Linked DNA regions of Mus musculus: region 2 is linked to region 1. A link is a contact called in public HiChIP or PLAC-seq data. All regions are on one chromosome and are shown on one strand. The core of a region is the stretch at or near the end of the contact, and the rest is flanking DNA. Distances in the headings are between cores, read along the strand shown.

The links. HiChIP or PLAC-seq counts read pairs in DNA pulled down with a chosen protein or histone mark.
Region 2: a contact with region 1 is called in an HNF4G HiChIP or PLAC-seq map of pancreatic cancer cells. The contact joins the enhancer-like site here to the promoter of Asb13 in region 1. A contact is called at or near these places in 1 of 39 promoter capture datasets (macrophages), 2 of 15 datasets of contacts at CTCF or cohesin (CD8 T cells and the NIH/3T3 cell line), 3 of 115 datasets of contacts at active chromatin or transcription factors (embryonic stem cells, forebrain and pancreatic cancer cells) and 2 of 9 other capture datasets (adipose tissue and pancreatic islet).

The regions. Positions count from the first base shown.
Region 1 is chr13:3,632,210-3,639,703 of GRCm38.p6, reverse strand. It overlaps Asb13 (ankyrin repeat and SOCS box-containing 13), which reads right to left and starts at 5,672. Exons shown (of 6, transcript NM_178283.4): 1 at 5,529-5,672. The coding sequence starts at 5,571.
Region 2 is chr13:3,666,574-3,673,450 of GRCm38.p6, reverse strand. No RefSeq gene overlaps it. Among named protein-coding and RNA genes, the nearest start is that of Asb13, 36 kb to the right of the region's middle. Within about 2 kb of position 3,255, at least 64 of the 459 cell types and tissues checked have an H3K27ac peak or open chromatin away from gene starts, as enhancers often do. A contact at or near this core is called in the NIH/3T3 cell line, adipose tissue and pancreatic cancer cells, where this site is marked.

The DNA.
Region 1 (7,494 bases), core at 4,423-6,922:
GGAGTCAAATAATAAGATGGCCATGTGGGACTTCAGTCATAGTCTTCCAGGGACTTCTATTTTTTTTGTATGTGTGCTGCTGGTTCACGTGTACATATGTGCACATGTATGTCAGGCCAGAGGTTGATCCCCTGTGTCTTCCTTAATTGTGTTTTCTATTGTCTTATGAGATGGAATCTCTCATTGAAACTGGAGTTCACCAACCAGGACAGACCAACTGGCCAACATATTCTATCACATCTTAATAAACCTCAACTGGCTCAACTTAGCAAACTTCATACTGACTCCTCTAGAATCCCTGCTTTACCTTAGTGGGAAATCTCTGAGAAGCACTCCATAGGTATCACTGTCTCTGGCTTCCACTGTCCTTGGCAGACTGAGTTCCTACCCTGTTTATCTACTCGGGTCCTGGTCCTCTGAGATGGAGTCCACACTCTTTACATACAAATGGTGAGCTCCAGATAAACAGCAGGGACTCTTCTGACCGGGCAGCTGTGGTGTGAGCATTCATACCAGGACAAGCAGCAAAAGAGTCTCTTCTTTACCTGCTTCCTCCCTGTTGGTTTCTTTAGCATCTCACTTAATTACATAGGGCTTAATTGCATGAGCTCAAGAAGAATCTGTACAGTCCAGGCCCAGCTACTGTCCAAGAAAACTAGGATTGTAGCTGCCCTTCCCCATCCTGCCTGGTGCAGAGCAAGCCAACTTTCTAGAGACCCTCCTTCACAATATACTATAGATATGTCCAGTGCTGGGCTGGACTTGACCTTAACGTTGACAGGGATCGTGGCTGTGACTGAAACTGCTTCTCTCCAGCCCTGTCATCTCTCAGTAGGAAGCAGCCCATTCCAAAAAGAGAGCATCTTCAAACCCACCAAGGACATAATCAGGGCAAAGTGCTCCATCATTGTGACTGTGAATGGGGGTCAAACCTCAGGGATGCCTTCTTCGATGTGATATGAATCAGCAATCTTATTCCAAGTAAGTCACTGAAGGGGATGTGAAGGTTAGAGTTGAAGCTCAGTTGGTAGAGAGCTTGACTACATGCACAAAGCTTGGCTTAACCCCCAGCATTGCATAAAACAGGGTGTGCTTGGATCTGAAGAGATGCCTCCGTGGTTAAGAGAACATAGTACTCTTCCAGAGGACCTGAGTTTGGTTCCCAAGTCTCTTATAACTGCCTTTAACTCCAACAGCAGGAGGTCTGATGTAGGCATTGAATTTACACACACACACGCACCATGTAATAACTAAAAATAAAAGTATTTAATGGGGTAAGGGGGTCTGCCTGCACACACTTGTAATCCCAACACTTGAGAGGCAGAGGCAGGTAGATCTCTGTGAGTTCAAGGCCAGCCTCATCTACAGAGCTAGTTCCCAGCACAGTCAGATCTGTTACCCAGACAAATCCTATCTAGAAAAACAAATAAGCAAATGAAGATAAATAAATATAGATACAGAAGGGGCCAGCTACACATGCGGGGATACCACCAGGAAAGAACTGAATGCCTATGATTGGGAACAAGATGCTGTAGGGGATGCTTCAAGACACACTTATCTTTATTTAGCTCTCAGGGAAAAGTCCAGGGTCCTGAGTGACTTATCCCCAAAGCTTTGGAAAACTAAGATTTGTGTCACTAACAATGAATTCTAGAGCTGAGGACTTCAGAGATATTATACAACTGACACACACACACACAGCAGGGAGAGCCAAATGTATGACCCCTTTACTTTCCCAAACCTCCTTACAAAGGCAGTCAAAGAACACAAGCATTGGTACAGGCGAAGGAACAGACCAGCCTCTTCCTGAGGTTGGTTATCTCTGTACACTGAGGGTTTACCCTCCTCCCCACTGTACAGATGGCAGTGCCTGTTCTTCAGGATCCTACGACCACTAAACATAATATATGTGCCCGAGAACGGCCCAAAGTAGACAGTGCTATTGATCATCAGCATCCAGCTTTAATTGTACAGTCTGTATTTAAACAGACCTGAAGCCGGGTGAGGTAGTGCACACCTTTGATCCCAGCACTGGGGAGGCAAAGGCAGGCAGATTTCTGAGTTCGAGGCCAGCCTGGTCTACAGAGTGAGTTCCAGGACAGCCAGGGCTACACAGAGAAACCCTGCCTTACTTTAAATGTGGGCGCTTTTGTTAGCTTTTAAGATAGTTCTCAAGCGTATCTTTTTAGATGTTTTAATTATGAATCTCCAAAATAGTCTTTGACAAAACAAAACAAAATAAAACACGATACAAATGACCTGTGATGTGACTTTAAAAGGCACTCAATGTAAGGGGGGGGGGGGCAATATTGCCTTATTGTTTCAGTCTATGTTGTTTTTTAGATATTTTCTTTATTTACATTTCAAATGTTATCCCCTCTGCTATCCCCTCCCCCTCCCCCTCCCCCTGCTGACCAACCCAACTACTCCCACAGTCTATATTTTTTTTAAAAACATACAATGAGGTAAAAAATAAAATAAAATGTTTGCCTTCAAAGAGGGGCAGGGAGCAGCAACTTGAAAGACTAAGTAAAGAAAAGAAAGTGAAAGAGAGTAGGGGAAAGTGAAACAGATTGGCAACTAAGTTAAAAGAACAAGGAAACCAAACCGGGCGGACAGGCGGGCGGGGCGCAGAAAGAGCGACTCCTCTCCCTGCTGAAAAGGAGCTCACTTAGAACACCTAGAACACGTGATCGCCCTCCTTCCCTGCCTTTAGTCATCCTGGTATGTTTATTAAGTGAGGGTACACTCCCTTAGTTCCCACAGTTCGATCACAAAACACAGCGAGCCTGGGCTTCAAGCCAAGTATCTTTTCTTGTTTGTTTTTTTACTTTTTGAGAGAGGTCCTTGGTAGTAGCCTGAGCTGGCCTTAAATTCACAGCGTATCTGGGCCACCTAGCTGAGATTACCAGTAAGAACTTTCAGGCCTGGCTTATTTTCTTCATTCTGAAGAACTTGAGAAAAGGCTTCATTGGCAACCAGCCACCTTAGTTTTCTTGTGAAGGAGGTGACTTTTCACAGGGCCATGTTACAGAAAAGATATTAACGTGCTGTTTTGTTCATAAACGTGTTTATTACTTGACTATTATTTTCTTTAAACTTTTTCGGCCTCCGGTATGCTTTCAAGCTTGTTTGTCAACAAGTTCTCTTTGAATTCCTGTTTTTATTAAACAATTTCTTTTTTTTAAAGATTTATTTATTTATTATATGTAAGTACACTGTAGCTGTCTTCAGACACTCCAGAAGAGGGAGTCAGATCTCATTACAGATGGTTGTGAGCAACCATGTGGTTGCTGGGATTCAAACTCAGGACCTTCGGAAGAGCAGTCAGTGCTCTTAACCGATGAGCCATCTCACCAGCCCCACGTTTTCATTCTAACCATTCAAAGTTTCATTCTAAGCCTTGAAAAGCATCCTGAATCCTTGCTAAGACTGAACATGTCACAGGGATAAAAATGGTAAAGCCAGAGGGTTCCTAATAACACATGGAAGATCTTTTCTTTCCTTTCTCTCCAAAGACCTCATGAAGCCAAGGTGTGGTGGCACAGGCCTTTAATCCCAGCACTCAGGAGGCAGAGGCAGAGGCAGGCGGATTTCTGAGTTCGAGGCCAGCTTGGTATACAAAGTGAGTTCCAGGACAGCCAGGGCTACACAGAGAAACCCTGTCTCGAGGAAAAAAAAAAAAAAAAAAAGACCTCATGAAATCGAGAGAAAATTACATAAGCAAATGAAAGTAATCTAAAAGTGCTATACATAAATATTCTGGTTACCATTCAGCAGGAATATAATATTAGAAGTCAGAATATTACAGTTAAAGTTCCCTGTGGTGGGTTCCACTTTTACTGGAACAGTGGTACTGTTTTGGATCCAGCACCTTCAGTTTAAGCCAGAAATACAAATACCAGCAGGGCACATTTTTGGGGACACATATTAAATTTTTTAAATTACAGTGTCAAAAATAGCCAAGAACCCTAACACCCGCTAATCAAGAATATGATTTTCATTGGGCAGTGATGGCGCATGCCTTTAATCCCAGCACTCGGGAGGCAGAGGCAGGCGAATTTATGAGTTCGAGGCCAGCCTGGTCTACAGAGTGAGTTCCAGGACAGCCAGGGCTACACAGAGAAACCCCGTCTAGGAAAAAAAAAAAAAAGATTTCTCCACAAGCTATGCAGAAAATATACTTGGGAGTGGTGTTTTTAAAAAATATTTAGAGAAAATATTGTGACATATAGCCTAGGTTGGCCTAGAACTCACAGCCCCACTGTCTCTACTTTCTGAGGGTTAGGATTACAGGTAAGAGCCCTCATGCCAGGCTCTGATGCCAGACTAACCCCTATCTGAACAAAAAAATGTATGCTTAGTAGGCTTCTGTGGTTAGCCATCCACTGCCTAGTCACACGAATCAAATAGTGACCACGCTATCAGGGTCAAAGTCTTGTGCCAGCCAAGGGTGCCAAGAAAAACAGGTGCTTATTAAAGAGGCTTTGATTGTTCTGAAGGAGTTTGTTTTGAAGAAATCAATTAAAAGATCTATCTACCTTGTTATGATTGTAATTACAATCATAATAAATTGCAGCTAAATTAACTCGATTTTCTTTACATTACTTTTTTTTTTTGGTTTTTGAGACAGAGTTTCTCTGGGTAGCCCTGGCTGTCCTGGAACACACTTTGTAGACCAGGCTGTCCTCGAACTCAGAAATCCTCCTGCCTCTGCCTCCCATGTGCTGGGATTAAAGGCGTGCGCCATCATGCCCGGCTTACATTACTTTTTTTTTAACTCACATAAAGGAACATTTTGGCTTTCTTTCTTCTATTTATTTTCAAGCTATTGAAGCACAATGTCATTGTCCTTTCTATTTACCATATTATTATTTTGTAAACAAGAAAAAAAATGTACTTCTCCAAAGAATGCTCCTTTGCCTTCAAATTCATTTTATGGATTAAAACAGCCCAAAGGTACAGAGGACACTTCTTCAGCACCAGGTATGTCCCAGTGTTGGGCCATGACCTCATTCTGGAGCAGACTCCCTGGTTGCAGCTGCTGCAACCTACAGGGTATGTGTAGGATGCTTTAAGCCCCGCAAGCAATTCACTGCACCAAACGTGGTGCAGTGACCGCAGTAGGCTCCGGATGAGGCTGCCAACCAGTGTACACTTTCCAGACTCTGCGGGTGAATTGGGCAACGACCCCGCATGCTCCCCAAAGTGTGCGGTGCTCTGGTAGACTGGCGGTTCTGAATCCCATACCTGGTGCATCACAGAGAAGACCAGCTGCACAGTGCACCGGCTAGAAACAGGGCGACAGACATTAAACGTCGGTCTGAGATGACCAGGATCGTCCGGGCCCTACTCGAATCACTACACCCCACCCCAACGCCTCTGACCACCAACTTGGAACGGCGCGCGATGCCCATCTCTGGGACAAAGGCCACCCATGAGCTTGCTCTGTCCCCAAGTGCTGATCTCCTGGTCCTGACTCCAGCCCCGGTGTGGTGTCCTTGGCGGTTGCGGCGCGAAACACGTACCCACATCTCCCAGGAAGCAGCCGTCCCCGGCGCGCGGCTCCATGCTGCTCGCCCGCTGGGCTCCCCTGTCTACCGGCCTTGTGACTCAGAGCTCTGGGACCTGAGCCGGGACCTAAACCGAGACCTACCCCGGAGCGCAGGCCGCTGGGCGGGGCCTGATTGCTACCATGGCCACCGCTGGGAGTTGTAGTTTCTGTATCCGCCGCGTGCCACCTGAGCGTCCCCACTCCGCTGTCACTGCTGAAGGGTGACATGCAAATCAGAAGAGTGCAAAATATGTGTCCGTGTTGACACCAGTGAATATACGTCCATTAACAACTCCTGTGTTTGGCAGAAAAGCTTAAATCCCGGTGTCCTAGCTAAAAGATACGTTCGTATGCAAAATGTTTAGCTCCTCAAACGCGTGCCCATGTGCAAAAAGTGTTTAGCTGCCAAAACTGGCCTTCTGTGGTTTACACTGATCCCGCTGAGCAAAGTATTCAGTCTCTTCATGCCTGAAACTTTGAAGAAAACGTTTTCACTGAAGATGGTGATCAAAATGCCTAACTTCTTTCTTTCTTTCCTCTCTCTCTCTCTCTCTCTCTCTCTCTCTCTCTCTCTCCCTCCCTTCCTCTCTCCCTCCCTCTCTTTCTTTCTTTCAAAATAAATCTTAACTTTCAAATAGCTGGTATTCATTGAAGAAAACCACGTTTCTTGGTGAATGGTTTTAATCAGGTGTTTCACTAACCAGTTTAGCAGAAGGAGTTGGAGCTCTATGAGCAACCTAGCAGAAAGGAGAAACCAGTCTTCCCAGGGGGTTCCAGGTCAACCAAAAACGTGAGATACTTGGGAGACACTCTCATCTTGACCAGTACAGAGGCTCACGGAGGAAATACAACGTGACTTGAACATGATAACATCAGAATCACTGGAAATAGCACTAGAAGTCATCCTTTGAGGTAAGGATGCTTGGATGGCCGGAAACTTCATCTGCACCTTGGACCACAGGTTTAGGAGACCTTGAATGGTATCTGTTGGGAACCCGAACTTCTGGAATAAACCTTGGAATAAAATTCCAAATCTTTTAGTAAAAGGATCTGTATCTATTTGGCCATTTGTTTATCAAATTTTGGCTCTTGTGGTTTTGTTTTTGTTTGTTTTGTTTTGCAGGGGCATTTGTTTTGGTTTTGCTTTGTTTGATGTATATGTGAGTGTATGTGACTACATGTGTGTTTGCAGGTCAGAGGATACAGTCCGTGTTAGTCCTTGAGGACCTTCTGATTTGTTTGAGACGGGGTCTCCTATTCACCGCTGCACCTGGCAGGCCTGTGGGCTCTCAGAGAGCCGTCCACTTCCTCCTCCCATCACGGTGCAAGACTGCTGGAATTATGAATGACAGCTTACATTGCCCAGTTTTTCTTGAGCTCTGAGAATCCAAGCTCTGGTCCTGTCAGATGGCTCAGCAAGCCCACGACCGAGCCATCTCTCAGGTCTTGCACATGCTTCTTTGCAAGTTTTCTACGTTTTTAGGCAGATAAAAATAGGCTTCATTTTCACACATTTGCAGTGAGATTCTGTGATTCGGTATTCCTTCTTGTCTGTGTGGTAGGTCTGCATGTTTGTATTTTCTTCAGCATTTCTTTCCTGACACGGATTCTGCAAATGTGAATATAGGCTATATCGAACACATATGAATATATACATGTATATTGTACATGTGTTATATAAATGTTTGTTATAGGTTTCCTAAGCAATCATTTTTTTTCCATTTTCTTTTCTTTTTTTTTTTTTTTTTTTTTTTTTTTTGGTTTTTCGAGACAGGGTTTCTCTGTGTAGCCCTGGCTGTCCTGGAACTCACTCTGTAGACCAGGCTGGCCTCAAACTCAGAAATCCGCCTGCCTCTGCCTCCCGAGTGCTGGGATCAAAGGCATGAGCAGCCACCCCCTTTTTTAAAGTGTTTACATATTCAAAAGTACATTCTCTAAAA
Region 2 (6,877 bases), core at 2,006-4,505, 36 kb before region 1:
AGAGTAACTCGGGCTTTCTGGATCTTTTGTTGACCTTTAGCTATGTGGGGTTTCCATTTAATGGTTTCTCATTGCACTCAGGTGGCTGTTGATGGGGAACCCCAAGGGGCTCCTTAAACAACTCTACCCCAGACACCATAGGACTGGGCTCCAATTCCACCTCTCACGTGGATTCTTCTTGATATTAGAAGATAAATCCCTTTTCAGCCCTTGTTTCTAGTCTCTCGCCTATGAGATATCCATCCCTGTCTGGGAATAGGAAAAGACTTAAGAAGGTTCACCAGCTGAAGGAGCCACTGGAGCAGGAGGACGAGAATGGATGTGTAAATTGTAGAAGAAACAGAGGGTTACAGATGTCTCAGCCAAATGGAAAAAGCCAGCTACTGGAGGCAAGGCCATGGAACATTGGCTTTCCCGTGCATTAATTAGGCTCAGTGTGTTATTTAAGACATTAGTTGGAGAGGGAAATGAGAAATGAATGGGGAGGAGTTAGAGGCAGGATTGGGGGTGTGAATATGATCAAAATGCATTGCTACCTATATGAAACTCTAAGAAATAAACCAAAATAGATAGCAGCAGAAGGGTTGGAAAACATGGGCAGACAGACAGGGCCTTCAATACTACACAAAGACATTGGCATTGCTATTCAGAACCAAGAGTTCTGAGCAAGATGTCAACGGAGCTTGGAAAAAATCAACAGCAGGAAGATTCAGCCAGGCATGGTGGTCACACCTTTAATCCCAACTTTCTGAATCAGAGAAAAGTGAATCTCTGTGAATTCAATGCTAATCTGGTCTACCATGGTTAAGTTCCAGGTCAGCCAGGACACTGTAGTAAGATCCTGTTTTTAAAAACTAAAACACGGGGCTGGGAGAGATGGCTCAGTGGTTAAGAGCACTGACTGCTCTTCCAAAGTCCTAAGTTCAATTCCCAGCAACCACATGGTGGCTCACAACCATCCGTAACGAGATCTGACGCCCTTTTCTGGTGCGTCCGAAGACAGTTACAGTGTACTTAATTATAATAATAAATAAATCTTTAAAAAAAAAAAATAAAAAAAACTAAAACAGGCAGAAGGATTCACCCTGTAAAGGGCATTCCAGAGGCAGCATGTAAGTAAGAGACATTCAAAACAGTCAAACAAGTACCTCAAAGTATGGGAAATATGTGACTGTGGGGTGCTCAGCCCTGAGAGGAACATCTGTACAGACCATCGAGGAAGGGTGCAGGTTGTAAGACTCAGAAGTTGGGAAGACTAAGGAGAGAAACAATGAACTATAGACTTGACAGAATTGTTGCGCTCGTGAACTCACAATAGCTTTGGCCGTTTGTACAAGACCAGCACAAGATGAAGCTAGTCAACATTTCAGCATGGAAGGAAACAGGCTCATCAGCCCCTAACTCTAGCTGGGCAGCTATTGACAGTTGGTGGTTCCCAAGGGAGGAAGAGTCCAGTTTCTGTGGGGATGTGGCCCTTGGTGTGTTAATCATGCTCCAGTGGATGGACTCCACACCCGTGAATATATAAGCAGCATTAAATAAGTGTGATGGGTTATTTAAAAATAAATAAATAAATAAACAAACAAACAAACAAAGAAAGAAAGAAAGAAAGAAAGAAAGAAAGAAAGAAAGAAATAGGAGAGGGGTGTGGAAGGTGAGTGGGGAGGGGTTGGAGGCAGGAACAGAGGTGAATAGGATCAAAAAGTGTTGCTATAGGTATGAAACTCTCAAGGCATAAATCAAAATGGTATAATTAATAATAAAAAAGTGTACCTTGAAGACACTTAAGAACAAAGGTCCTTGCCCTGCAGCCAGACAGCTCATATACTGTCTGTCACTCTACAGGTAGCACCAAGACAGAACTCAGAATTCTCCTTTAAAGAGGAAGCCAGTGTGGCACTCTAAAGGAAGACGGCAGCCTTGGATGGTTGGTCCCTCCCTGGGAGATGGACTCCATTAAAGTGTGGGTTCTGGGGTCTAGTGTCCCCGTGGGAATCCTAAGGGTCGGCCTTAAACAGTGTGTGTCTGGCGTGCATTTCTGCACTTCTCTGGAACTCGATTCCCTTAGTCATGATCTGGAGGTCACAAGAATTTCTAGCCCATTGAGATAGTCTTAGAATTTAACATTTTAATCCATGGAAAAGACTTAGAACCACACTTTGCATGTTATAGGGCTCCACTAAAGTTAGTTAGATGCTGGTTGTTTTTCTTTCAATCGAATAATGAAAGCTTTGAAAGAATTTTTGAAGTTTGGGCTGGGATATAGCTCAAACAATGAAATGTTTGCCAGACAATCATGAGAACCCAAAGTTGATCCCCAGAATCTACATTAAAAAACCAGGAATGGTAGTGTAGAACTTGTAATCCCAGTACTGAGGAGGTGGAAACAGGATGGTCCTTGGGGCTCGTTGGCCAGCCAGCCTAGTCTGATTCCCCAAACTCAGGTTACAGTGTGAGAATCTATCTCAGAAAAAAGGAGGAAGAGGAGAGAGAGGAGGAGGAAGAAGTGGAAGAGAAAGAGGAAGAGAGGGAGGAGAAAGAGGAAGTGGAGGAGGAGAAAGAGGGGGAGGAAGGGAAGGAAGAAGAGGAGGAAGAGGAGGAAGAGGAGGAAGGGAAGGAGGAAGAGGAAGAAGGGGAGGAGGAAGAGAAGGAGGGAGAGGAGGAAGAGGAGAAGGTGAATAAGTTCTAAGGAACAAGACTGATGGCTGACATCTGTTTTATTTCAACATGCACATGTGTACTTGCTAACAAATGTGTACACACACACACACACACACACACACAAGAATATTGGAGGCAAAAGTACAGCTATCCTATAAGTCCCTTGGAGAATAAACAGAAGCTAGGAGAGTTAAATAACATGGCAAGGACCTCCCTGCTCTGAAAGTCTCTGGTAGCCCATTTCTCATCACAAGTATGGAAGAGGCCAATCGAACATTGACCCTTCTAAAGCAGCTCATGTTCAACAAGGACAGGAGATAAGGAAGTCGTGTGCTTGAATCCTCGATAGTGTTCTCCCAATCCAGGCCCTTGAACATGCAGTGGAAGGAGCCAGCTCACAAGGCCCAGGCCTCGGAGGCAGACTTGGCTGGTTCCATGAAACCACAAGCTTGTACTTTTTCTCTATAATTTGTGGGAGGCATCAGCATTTCCTCTTTGGAGAAAGGGCAGCCAGCCCTCCAGGGATGAGGCAGGCATGGTAATCAGTAACAGCTGCAGCCTCAGTTGGCCAAGGGTCAAGGCTCCAGTCCTGTTCTTTCCCCCACAGTTTTGCAGTCTGGCTGATCTGGAGCTCAGGGCTGCCACTACAGCCCCAAGCACAGAGCCCCATACTATCTTGAGCCAGCTGTTTGGATTAGTGTTCCTGTCAATCTACAGAGACTAGAATGACATAGGTCCCCCACTCAATGCTGAAAGGATGGATTTGTGAGTCAATGGATGAATGAATCTTTCTACCTCTTTCTTCCTTAAACACGGTCTCAGGAGAGCCATTGCTCAACCTAATGGGCTTCCCAGCCCTGTGCTGAGAAGGGAGTGATAAGTTCCATGTCCAGGTCTCACAGGTCAGAGAGCAGAGAGTCCTCTGACCCTCCACCAGGTCATTCCTCCTGCAGGAAGAGCTCATGCCTGCCTTTCCACTGTACAGCCAGTGGCCATGCACTTGAGCAGACAGCATCAACCTCAGCACCATGCCCCTGGCTGTAGAAGAGCAGGCTGCAGAGGCAAATGGAAAGAAAGGGCAATTCTATGCAGAAGGATGTGAATAAGCCAGGACTTGGGGTGTTTCTGGGCCTTGGCCCCACTCTCCCTGGGGCCTATGAAGAAAGGGCTAACTAATTAAATAGGCTGGGGGAGCTTCTACAAAGACTCAATAGGAAAAGCCACCAACAAGCCATCTCAAGAGAGGCTGTGGTTACCTGAGGGCCAAGGAAAAGAAGGAGTGTGGCAGTATGCCTGAAAAGACTGCCTTTCAGTCAGCGCAGTGGAGAGGCCATCTGCCCTGTTCTCCCAGGTGGCTGTTTGCACTGCTCTGTTGGCTGGCTCAGAGTGGGAAGCCCTGTGGGAACACTAAGTTCTCAGCCCCAGTATGAGGGACCATCTCCTCTGCTGTTGCATTCCCCCATCTTTGTAAACTCCCAACACTGACCCCTTCTTCAAGGCTGGGAACGACCCCACTGACGCAGAACCCACAAGCCATGCATCTGAGCCTTACCACATCATAGCTTGAAATGGTTTGGAAGTGAATCTGTTTCTGGGTTTGTTTTGAGACCAAAATGCATGTTTTGACTTACTCTACCCTTTCCTGTTTCCATAAACTTGTTATGACTGGTTCTTTAGAGTACATGGAGAAAACAGAATTTACAGGTTTGGGGAAAGTGGCCAGTATTCCTCCGAGGAGTGCCCAGCCTTAAGGAAAATGTACTAGGCACTTTTCTGATTGCTGTAACAGAAAGATTCACAAAAGCAACTTACAGAAGAGAAACATTTATTTGGTCCCTGGTCCAAGGGTTCGGTCCACAATGGTGCAGGAGGCGTGACTGCAGGAATGTGACATGGCTGGTCACATTACATCCACAATCAGGAAGTAAAGAGAGATGGATGCTGTTGCTCAATTTGATTTCTCCTTTTTATTCCAGTCAGGTCCCCAGGCGTCCCATAGGATCATGCTACCCACATTTATAGTGGATGTTCCCATATCAGTTAACCCAGTCTAGCAACTCTCTAACACTTATGCCTGGAGATTTGTCTCTTGGGAAAGCCTAGATTCTGTCAAGCTGACAGTACTAACCTTCACAAGTGGCCTTGGATAAAGAGAATGAGCAGCCAGAGAGTACCATACAATCTCAGGAGCAATAACAGGAAAGTGAAGAAGACCACCTAGAGAGAGCATTACGGTCAGTGTTGACTAGGAGTGTATCATGCATGAGGGACCATCTGAAGCACTTACTTTGTATCCTGGACTGTGCTAAGCTCAGACTACATTTTACACACCAGGAGTCCTTCATTTCTCACTTTTCTAGAATAATACAAAAGCAAAATTTCAGTTCCAGTCTATGGAGCCCATGGGGACCAAAGAAATGAGTATCCTGGGTCAACCCTGCATTTGGAGGCACCCTACCAGCCCCACACTTAGGACTGACAGCAAGATCATCCGAGCTGTGTGCACAGGGATGGCTGTGCGGAGCTAGGGGACATGTCACCAGCAGCATTCCACCACAGCCCTGGAACAGCCAGCACACCACCCTAGACTAAACAGAAGACAAGAAAACACTGCTTGCAAAGAATTGCTATTTTTACATCCCTTTTCCAGAATTACAATATTCTAAGATATAAATTCAAATCAGAAGGCAGAGTCAAAAGAGAGCAAAGGGCCGGGAACACACCCACAAGTGAGAAGGAGTCAGTCCCTCCTCCCATTGCCATAGTATTCTGGGTACCTCTGCTAAAAGAATACAAATTCTTGGACCCCTCATCCTTGACTGACAGAATCACTCCAGACGAAGGTGTGATCTAGGACTGTGTGTCTCCAGTCAAAAGTTCCCGTGATTCTCTGAACCACTGCTCAGAGGCAGGGACCCAGAGAGAGATCTAGATGCTTAAACGCAAAACAATCCACAGAGTCCTAAAAAGCACTTTAAATTCTATTTTATTATTTTGTGCATAGGGATATTTTACCTGCATGCATGTCTGTGCACCATGCGCATGTAGTGCCCCTGGAAGCCAGAAGAGGGTGGTGTCAGAAACTCTGGGACTGGAGTTTCACAAGGTTGTTAGCCCCTGTGTGGGTGCTGGAAATTGACCCCAAGTATTCTTCAAGAGCAGCCAGGGCTCTTAAACACTGAGACATCACTCCAGCCCATGTAAAAGGCACTTTACATGAAAGGTTGCTCATCTGCCAGGGAAGGGTTGAAGGTGCCCGAACAGAGCCACCTAGAGTTTCTGTTGTATCGTTGGCCTGTTGTGCTGTTACAAGGAATGTGTGGAATCTGTGTCCAGACAGATCTCTATTCTGGTCTGTTCTGGTCTGAATATTTTCCCTACCAAAACTCAGCCACCCTCCCACCCTTATTTCCAACCACTTCAACTTGACCCCTAGAGCAAAACTTCTGGAAACTTCAGATCTCTGACTGATGTCATCTCCGACTACCATCCCCCAAAACAGACTCCAATGGAAGGCCTTTCTCGGCTCACAGGCTTGGAACAGACTATATTTTCTCAGACAGGTTGATGGCACACCAACAGAAAAGGGCTAGCAATAGACAAAGGTAGTGATTTCCCTAAAGTCGCACAGGCAAGGGAAAGGCCAAACAGGTATCAGAACCCAGAGGTTCTGTGAACCAGAAGCTCAGCCCTGGCCTATTTCCTGCAGGACTAAAATCTGAATTGGAGGCTGGAAAGATGGCTCAGCAGTTAAGAGAACATCCCTCTCTTCCAGAGGACCTGAGTTGCAGTCCCTGCACACATATCAGGCAACTTAGAACCACCTATAATTCTAGCTCATGAGAAACCAATGCTTCTGGCCACTGCTTGTGTCTCTAATCACATGTGTATGCCTACACACAGACACACTCATATTAGTTATGCATACACACAACTAAAAGTAATAAAAAATAAACCTTTTCTAATCTGGCTATAATTACACACTGAATTCCAGCACTGGAAAGGCAGAGACAGAGGATCCCTGGGGTTCAGTGAACCAATAGCCTATCCCAGTTGGAGATCCAGGATGGGGAAGAGACACTGTATTAAAAGCTAAGAGCTGGAGAGGCAGCCCAGATGTTAAGAGCTCCAGGATGAGGGAGAGGCACTGTATCAAAAGCTAACATGGAAGAGCTGGAGAGATGGCTCAAATGTTAAGAGTACTTACTGTGCTCGC